2 separate regions of the Macaca mulatta genome follow, and region 1 is linked to region 2. The links are chromatin contacts, called in public Hi-C maps. All regions are on one chromosome and are shown on one strand. Each heading gives the region's core, a stretch centred on a gene start, on an enhancer-like site or on the middle of the called end of the contact. The rest is flanking DNA. Distances are from core to core; before and after follow the strand shown.

The links. A called contact is a pair of places that touch in the nucleus more often than the background predicts.
Region 1: a Hi-C map of fetal cortex germinal zone shows a contact between it and region 2, with 4 times the contacts expected there. The contact joins the promoter of AHCY here to the promoter of DYNLRB1 in region 2. A contact is called at or near these places in 6 of 14 Hi-C or Micro-C datasets (CD4 T cells, blood, cortical neurons and 3 more).

What each region holds. Positions count from the first base shown.
Region 1 is chr10:87,082,494-87,087,409 of T2T-MMU8v2.0, reverse strand. AHCY (adenosylhomocysteinase) reads left to right here and starts at 1,271. Exons shown (of 10, transcript XM_028828338.2): 1 at 1,271-1,374.
Region 2 is chr10:87,298,984-87,303,388 of T2T-MMU8v2.0, reverse strand. DYNLRB1 (dynein light chain roadblock-type 1) reads right to left here and starts at 1,747. Exons shown (of 5, transcript XR_013399800.1): 1 at 1,685-1,747.

The DNA of each region.
Region 1 (4,916 bases), core at 22-2,521, 220 kb after region 2:
GACCGACATGGTGAAACCCCGTCTCTACTAAAAATACAAAATTAGACAGGTGTGGTCTGTAATCCCAGCTACTCGGGAGGCTGAGGCAGGAGAATCGCTTGAATCTGGGAGGCGGAGGTTGGAGTGAACTGAGATCATGCCACTGCACTCTAGCCTGGGCAACAAGAGTAAAACTCTGTTTCAAAAAAGGAAAAACAAAATTAGCCGGGTGTGGTGGTGCGTGCCTGTAATCCCAGTTACTCGGGAGGCTGAGATAGGAGAATTACTTGAACCGGGGAGGCAGAGGTTGCAGCCAGACTAGATGGTGCCACTGCACTCCAGTGTAGGCAACAGAGCGAGACTCCATTAAAAAGAAAAATTCAGGGGAAAAGAGCAATTAAAAAAACCCATAACTATAAAAATAATACAAATTACAAAACAACTATTTGCATGAACATTTACATTTTATTAGTTATAAGTAATCTAGATATGATTAAACTGTGTGGGGGAATGTGCGTAGGTTATATGCCAATACTACCTCATTTTATACGAAGGATTTGAGCATAGAAGGATTTTGGAGTCCACAGGGGTCCTGAAACCAATTCCCCCTTCCCATGCCTAGGGATGACTGAATTATACAGCAGCAAAAATGAATATACTCAAGCTATATGCATGAGTCTCACAAATATAATGCTCACAGAAAAAAGTAAGTTGCAGAAGGGTAAATACGGTTGATACATAAAGGTTTTAAACACAGAAAGAACTGTTTAATGACATACGGATGCAGTAAAAGTATAAGAAATGTATGCAAACTTATTTAAATTCAGGGTGGTGGTTACATGGAGTAAGGCGAATGTTTGGGATGTCAGTAGGTACCTGACAAATGACAACTTTACTTTTTTTTTTTGTTTGTTTTGAGATAGGGTCTTGCTCTTTCGCCCAGACTGGAGTGCTGTAGTGGGATGATAGCTCACGCAGCCTCGATCTCCAGGCTCAAGCGATCCTCCCTCCCGCCTCAGCGTCCCAAGTAGCTGGGACTACAAGCGCCCGCCACCACGCCCGGCTAATTAAAAAAATTTTTTTGTAGAGATGAGGTCTCACTATGTTGCCCAGGCTGGTCTTGAACTCCTGGGCTCAAGCGATCCTCCCGCCTTGGCCTCCCAAAGTGCTGGCTGGGATCACAGGCGTGAGCAACCGCCCCTGGCCTGCAACTTTACTTATAATAATCTGTGTGGTAGGTGTCATTTGGCCCATTTTACCGGAAATTGAGGCTCAGGGAAGTGAACTGGCGTAATTTCAGTTCCGCTGGGTTTTAACACTGAATTAACTGGCTGAACCTGCGAGAGGACGGCCGGGCTGGCTCTCAGGCCTCTCCCAGCGCTCCCTTCCGGACCGGTGAGTGAGACTCCTGCCCCGCCCTGCGCGTTGGGCCCCGCCCCAGCGGCTCATGAATATGCAAGTTGAGGAAGATATTTAAAGGCGCCGGCGCCACGCGTATATCCCTACCAGGCGCCGCCCGCCCAGTGCGTGTCCGTAGACTGAGGCCCAGCCCCCTTCGCCTGTTTCTATCACGAGCGCCTCCAGCATGTCTGACAAACTGCCCTACAAAGTCGGTGAGTTCCAGGACCTGCAGCCGGTTGCTGCCGCTCGGCACCCGCCCGGGGCTTGTTCGTGACGGGGGCTGCAGGGCCGACCCGGGGCGCTCTGGACCCCTGGAATCGCAGGTTCGGCGCGTTTCTGGCCGCGCGCAGCCACCTGGAAGTTGGAGTTCTCGCGCGGCCGTGAGAGGGCCGTTACGGGTGGCCGCGGACTACAAGTCCCAGCATGCCCCACGACGCCGGGGCTGCCGCGCGGGCTGAGAGCCGCAAACGGGCGGCGTGCTCCGTGGGAGAGCACACCTGGCCGCGGCCTGGGACGGCTGGCACCTGCCGGACCCTGCTCAGGGGGCCTACGCCCGGCCTCCTGGGCCTGGACCGGACCCTGTCCAGCTGGGCGGCCCCGACGAGGTTCCACCCCTCTCTGGGCCTCCTACAGGGACGACGAGGGCACTGGTGCCCCGGAAGGTGTATGAAAAGAGGCCTGGAAAGCGAGCCCCAGGCCGGCTCCGGTCCTTTCCCCTGGGACTTTGGGCCAGTTACCCAAACTGTGGGGTCCCCCACCCCGCCAGCAGGGGCAGGCTTGCAGAAGTCTTGAAGAAAATTTGGAGTGGTTAGAAAAATCCTGCTGTCCCACCGATTGAAGTGTGATACAGGGATAGTTAAACATTTACTTAGCGTTTCCTGTGGGATCGGCCCTGCCTTCTAGGTTTATTTTAGTCTTATGGCTCTGTAGGGAAGCTGTTCTTGTTTTATGATGAGAATCCTGAGGCAGAGGTAACTTGCTCTGTCTTACAGCTGGTGGTGATGGAGCAAGATTGGAACGCAGGCCATCTAGACCTCTGAGCGTACCCTTTCACCACTGTGTGCAAGCGAATACACGCGGAACAATCCTAATGAATTTTCAGCAAAAACCAGTTCAGTCTGGCTAGTAGCTTTTAAGTAACTTGGACACTATTAGACCGGGTGTGGTGGCTCACCCCTGTAATCCCAGCACTTTGGGAGGCCCAGGTGGTAGAATCACTTGAGGTCAAGCGTTTGAGACCAGCCTCGCCAACGTGGTGAAACGCTATCTCTACTAAAAACGCAAAAATTAGCCGGGCGTGGTGGCGGGCGCCTTCAATCCCAGCTACTTGGTAGGCTGAGGCAGGAGAATTGTTTGAACTGGGAAACGGAGGTTACAGTGAGCCGAGATTGCACCACCACACTCCAGCCTGGGCAACAGAGCAAGACCCTGTCTCAAAAAAAAAAAAAAAAAAAAGACACTATCAAGTCTGGAGAATGGCATCCACGTTTATGGGACACTTGCTGTATATCTGGTGATTTACATGTGTTTACAGAATAATCTTCATAGAGGTGGACATTATCCCCTGATAGAGCATGAAACTGAGGCCCTTGGGAAGTGACTTGCAAAGATTCAGTTAAAGTAGTTCATCAACTTGCTACCAGAGTAGACTGTCTCCATTGTGTGAATGCTGAAACTGAACCCAGAAAAGTTATGTCAAGGTCACATCAATAGTAGAACTGGAATGGGGGCTTGTCATACTGTGGAGAGATTAGTGGGTCAGGATTGGGGCCATTGGGTTACGTGAGTGGAGATAAAGCTGGTTTTGGGAGAGGGGGAGCTTAGATGGGTGGGAATGGAGGAAGGAGGCCCTGCTGTATGCCAGATCTTGATCATATGGCATTTTCTTTACTTGGGGTGTATAGCAAGCTAGGGATGATTATCCTCACTTTACAGATGAAGAAACTGATGTTTAGAGGGGCTCTTGCTGTTCCTCTTGGGTTGTCCTGGGGACAGGTGTTCCTGTGACTTCTGCAAGTCCTTAGCTCCAGAGATTGGAGCATTTACCCTCTCCTGTGCCCTTGGAGTTGAGGGTCCCACAGAAAACCGTGGGGCTGGCACAGTGTCCTCGAGGGCACCGAAGGAGTTACTTTTAGGTGGAGGGACATGTAGTGGTGGAGGGGTGGAGCTTAGCAGCACAGGGCATAACCCATTGTCCCATACAGCCGGGCCCCTCCCAGGAGGGGCCTTGAGAGGGGCCTCTGCTGCAGCCCTGCCTGACTGCCAGTTCTGGTTCTGCTGTTAATTGGCTATGGAACCTGCAGCAAACTCCTCTCTGGGTTCTTTCCTCCTTAGTAAATGCTGGGACTCAGGCTAGGTTCAGATTTGTGTTGTTTTTCTTTGCCACCCTTGTCATGTGCCAGCCCCTCTCATGGATCTTCTTTCATTCAGTTCTGATGACAGATATGGTCAGTAAACAGTTGCTGACCCCTTCTCTGAGCCAGGTCATGCTGAAGACACAAAGGTGACCCAAGGACAGGAGTGGCACAGATATGCCATTTTATGTGAGCAGATCTGCCACTTGTCTGTCTCCATGGTCACCACCCCAGTTCTGGTCTCTCTCCTTGCAGGTCTCCCGGGATCTCTTGCTCCACAGATCCACGCAGCAGCCAATGGGGTCTTTTCAAAAGATAAAGCTGGTCTTTGAATGCTGGCCCCCTGAAAACTGTAGACTCCCCACTTCACTGGGACTGAAGTCCCAACTCATCTTACCCCTCTATTTGAGTCACCCTGGTGCCCTCTTTGTTCCTCTAGCAGGGATATACTAAGTTATTTCCTGTTTCCAGGTTTTTTTCAGCACCTGCTGTGTGCCAGGTACTGTATTAGGTGCTTGGGAGGAGACTTCCAGGCCGATAACTGCTTGGGTTAAAGCCCTGAGGTGGGAATGAGTGGAGCTTGCCTGAAGTCGGTCAGGAAGACTGTGTTGAGCAGCTAGTGAGGGGGGAAAGTGGAGAGATGGAGGAGGGGCAGGCAGTCATGCAGATGGGGCCCGAAGATTGAGGGAAGCCATTGGAGAATTTGCTTGTTTTGTTTAGTAGAATAATGGAGGTGATGTAACTTACATTTTTAAAAGCCTCCCTCCTCTGGCTACTGTGGGGAGAATGGCATGTTAGAGCATGGGACCAGTGAAGAGGCTGTAGCAGTGTCCAACTGAGAAGTGGCAGTTTATTTCTTTCTTTCTTGTTCTTTATTTTTGGAGACAGAGTCTCCCTCTTTCACCCAGGCTGGAGTGCAGTGGTGCTATTTTGGCTCACTGCAACCTCTGCCTCCCGGGTTCAAGTGATTCTCCTGCCTCAGCCTCCTGAGTAGCTGGGATTATAAGTGCCCGCCACCACGCCCGACTAATTTTTGTATTTTTAGTAGAGATGGGGTTTCACCATGTTGGCCCAGTGGTCTGGAACTCCTGACCTCAAGTGATCCGCCTGCCTCGGCCTCCCAAAGTGCTGGGATTACAGGCTGTGAGCCACCGCGCCCGGCCTGAGAAGTGACACTTTAGA
Region 2 (4,405 bases), core at 498-2,997:
CAGCCTCCTGAGTAGCTCGGACTACAGGCGCCCGCCACCACACCCGGCTAATTTTTTGTATTTTTAGTAGAGACGGGGTTTCACCGTGTTAACCAGGATGGTCTCGATCTCCTGACCTCGTGATCCACCTGCCTCGGCCTCCCAAAGTGCTGGGATTTCAGGCATGAGCCAACTCGCCCTGCCATAAGATTTGTTCTTAACACAAAGAAATAATGAATGCTGACTGGGCATGGTAGCTCACGCCTGTAATCCCAGCACTTTGGGAGACCAAGGCAGGTGGATCACAAGGTCAGAAGATCGAGACCATCCTGGCTAACACGGTGAAACCCCGACTCTACTAAAAATACAAAAAATTAGCCGGGCGTGGTGGCGGGCGCCTGTAGTCCCAGCTACTCAGGAGGCTGAGGCGGGAGAATCACTTGAACCTGGGAGGCAGAGGTGGCAGTGAGCTAAGATGGTGCCACTGCACTCCAGCCTGGGTGACAGAGCGAGATTCCATCTCAAAAAAAAAAAAAAAAAAAAAAAAGGAAATAATGAATGTTTGAGGTGATGGATATTCTATAATACAGCCTGATTTGATCATTACACATCATATGCATGTATCAAAATATTACATGTATATCTACAACATAAATATGTACAACTATTATATATCAATTTTTTTACAGCTTAAGTGATGTGAAAAATGAAGTTATACATATTTTAAGCATTATTACATGTTTGTAATGACGTGGAGATATTCTTTGTGGTGTAATAATGAAAAACACAGAACCCACAATTGTACATTCAATAGGGGCTAAACTGTATAAACCAAGAACAAGCAAAGAGTCACATGACTACTGTAAGTGGTTGCCCCTAGATGATGACAGTTTCTTTTTTCGATTTTTTCTTATAAGCTCTAGATTTCTAAATAAGATTTTTGAAAAAGTAATACACTCACATGGCTTAAAATTTAAAACTTTTTTTCAAATTTTGCACAAGCTGTGAGGATTAAAAACACAAAACCTGTAATGGCGTAGAGAGCCCACAACTGCAGCCAGAAAGGTAAAAAGGCGGCTTTGGGATCCCCAAGAGCGGACCCCGCCCGTTCCTGACTCTGGCACCCACCCAGTCCCAGCGGCTAGAAAAATCACGCCGACAGAGTGGCGGCCGTCAAGCTTCTAGGGTTCAAATCCACCTCCACCATTTCCTGGGGCAAAGCACTTGGCTTCTCGGGGCTCTGGATAACAGATATGTGTAACAAAATGGGACTAAAGATCATATCTACCTCACAGAGCTAGGAGGAGGAGGGGGGAGGAAATACAAGACACATAAAGTGCTTGGCAGAGCCTGCCACAAACTGAGCTCCCGGGAAACGTTAGTAAGGTTGCCATCGCGCAACAAGACCCAGGACGCTAGGCTGCAGGGCCGCTGCCCACCCCTAGCCCATCATCTCTTCCTGGCCAAGGCCAGGCTCCTGCTTCCGGTAAAGGGGCAGCGGGATCCGGCGGCCCCGCCTCGGTCAGGCTCTAGAGGCCTCCGCCGCCGGGTTCCGCCCTCAAGTCGGCTGGGTCCCGGGCCCGGCCACGCCCAGCCCCCACCGATTCCCGTCCGGAGCTCTGAGATCTCCTCATCCTCAGAGGACTGAAGGCCTGGCGTGGGGTGGTGGGCAGCCGCCAGCCACAAGCCCCCGGCGCACGCTCACCATTTCCGACCGATCCGGTAGCCCCGCGTAGCGAACACCCAGCCCAGTCCCGTGCCTTTCTGCGCCTGCGCACAGGTTTCTGTCAAAACGGACAGCTCTAGCTGCCTATCAGGAGCCAGCGTGAAGCGGAGGCGGGCGAGACGATCCTGGCTCCGCCAGGACTCTTGGAAAATTTGCTTTCCACTGTGGGAAAGCAAAAAGCTAAGAAGCGGAACGCTAAGCTGCGGAAAATTCCCAACTCCAGCCGTGCAGAAAAGATGCTGGTTCTGGCTGGACGCGGTGACTCACGCCTGTAATCCCAGCACTTTGGGAGGACAGTCGGAAGGATTGCTTGAGTCCAAGAGTTCGAGACCAGCCTGGGCAACATGGAGAGCGACCCCTTATCTACTAAAAAATAAACAAAACTAGCCGGGCATGGTGGCGCGCCCCAATAGTCCCAGCTACTCCGAAGGCTGAGGTGGGAGGATCGCCTGACCAGGAGTTCGAGGCTGCAGTGAGCCGAGATTGCGCCACTGCACTCCAACCTGGGCAACAGAGCAAGAGACCCTGACTCAAAAAAAAAAAAAAAAAAAAAAAAATGCTGGTTCTCGGTATCGGAAGAGGCTTTTAGCTCTCAATGGAGGTCTAAGCTGACTCTGAAGTCCCTGGGTGGAGCGTGGTGGGAGAGTATGAAGGCAAGTGGGACCGTTGCTGAGACCCCCTTTGCGCCCTGACTGAGGCAGAGACAGGCCCAGGGCCAAAATGCGCTTTGGGCTCGGGCAGGTCAGGGGTGGGGCTGGAGTCAGGTACCTCTGGAGTCTCCGGGGAAGATGCCGTGCAAGCTCGGAGATGAATTGGTTAGGGCTGGCCTGGGAGTCTTTCGAATCCGAACTCAGCCCCGCCCCGCGTTACGTAGCAGAAGCCACTTCACAGCTTTGTTCTCTATTTTGTTCTCACCTCTGAAAGGGGGACTCTTCTTCCCAGAGCCCAATGTTGTCCCGGTTTCCGCTCTTTAACATTCTATTCCCGCAGGTCACAAACGTTTCTGGGTCCTCTAGTAAGAATAACTTCTGTTAAAACGTGCTGCAGCTTAGTGAACCCTGTGCCACATTACTGTGCTGAACACGCACATAGGTTATCTCCGTAGCTTCATGGAAGTATCGGTAACCCCGATACTTTATAAATGCTGTTTCTCCCAGGCACTGTAGCTTGCTGGATTCAACGATGATCTAACTCCAAAGTTTCATTCCACGGTAGCTGCTCTTCAGTGAGGAAGGATTTGGTTCTCCTTCCAGGGGTGTCTGCATGTTAAGAGGATTGACTTTACTGCGAAGAAACCTAGCCGACACCACCTTAATCAGATCAAAGTTAGTATTACTGGAAAGGGGACATATTGATGCCTTGTGCCCCGATAAAAATACGTTGAGGGCAAATTACCTCCAAGTCATTTTCCACAAAAACGCAAAGCCTTAAACCATGAGAAAACTTCACTAAACCCAGTGTGAGGGATGTTCTACAAGACACCTGTACTCCCCGCAAAATCTCAAAAAGTCATGAAAGCAAGGAATGAATGCGGAACTGTCACAGATTAGAAGAGTAAAGAGAAAGCAAAATAACATTGGTGGGAAAATTGGTGAAATATGAGTAAGGGCTGTAGTTTAGTGTTATTTTACCAGTGTTAATTTATTATTTCTGGTAATTCTACTAGCATGGTTATGTGGGATCATAATATTGGAGAAAGCTGGGGGAAGACTGTGCAGGAACTCTTACCATTTTTGCAACAGCTCTGTAAATGTAAACTTATTTCAAAATAAATTTTTAAAAGGACTGGATCCAAAGGAATTTCTATTGAATGCTGGAAACATTAGGAAAGCATTTAGCAAGGGGAAAAAGTGCTGCAGAGACTGGACCCTAAAACATTCTGGAAGACAAGCCCTGGAAGAATCACCACCTTCTTGCCCATGGAGAACCAGACTGAGAGGAATGAAAGGATTTTAAAAGATTACAATCCCAGAAGCAAAAAAGAGAATGGCCAATAGTTCATATGATGGGAGTCAAAATGAGAATGGAGGAGGAGCTGGAATAGGACCAAGAATGTCCCGGAGTGGCAGGCTTACAAGCTTTAAGAGCTTTGGCCGGGCGCGGTGGCTCACGTCTGTAATCCCAGCACTTTGGGAGGCTGAGGCGGGCGGATCACGAGGTCGGAGTTCGAGACCAGCCTGGCCAACATAGTGAAATCCCGTCTCTACTAAAAATACACAAAAAATTTGCTGGGCGTGGTGGTGTGTGCCTGTAATCCCAGCTACTCGGGAGGCTGAGGCAGGAGAATTGCGTGAACCCAGGAGGCGGAGGCTGCAGTGAGCTGAGATTGCGCCACTGCCATCTGCCTGGGTGACAGAATGAGACTCTGTCTCAAAAAAGAAAAAAAAAAAAGTTTTATACTGTGGTAATGGTGAAACCACTGTAAGATTTTAGGTAGAGGAGGCATGAGACAGGACTTCCACAGATAATCCTGAGGTAGCACAGAAGATATACTGGAGCAGGGAGGATGGAAAAATGAAGACAGGATGCCCTTATGGTCAGCCAGATTAGGAAGGAAGCATGTGGGCTGTGGCAATGTTGTAAACTCTGAGAGAAGGGATTTTAAAAAGTTTTGGGGCCGGGCGTGGTGGCTCATGCCTGTAATCCCAGCACTTTGGGAGGCCAAGGTGGGTAGATCACGAGGTCAGGAGATCAAGACCA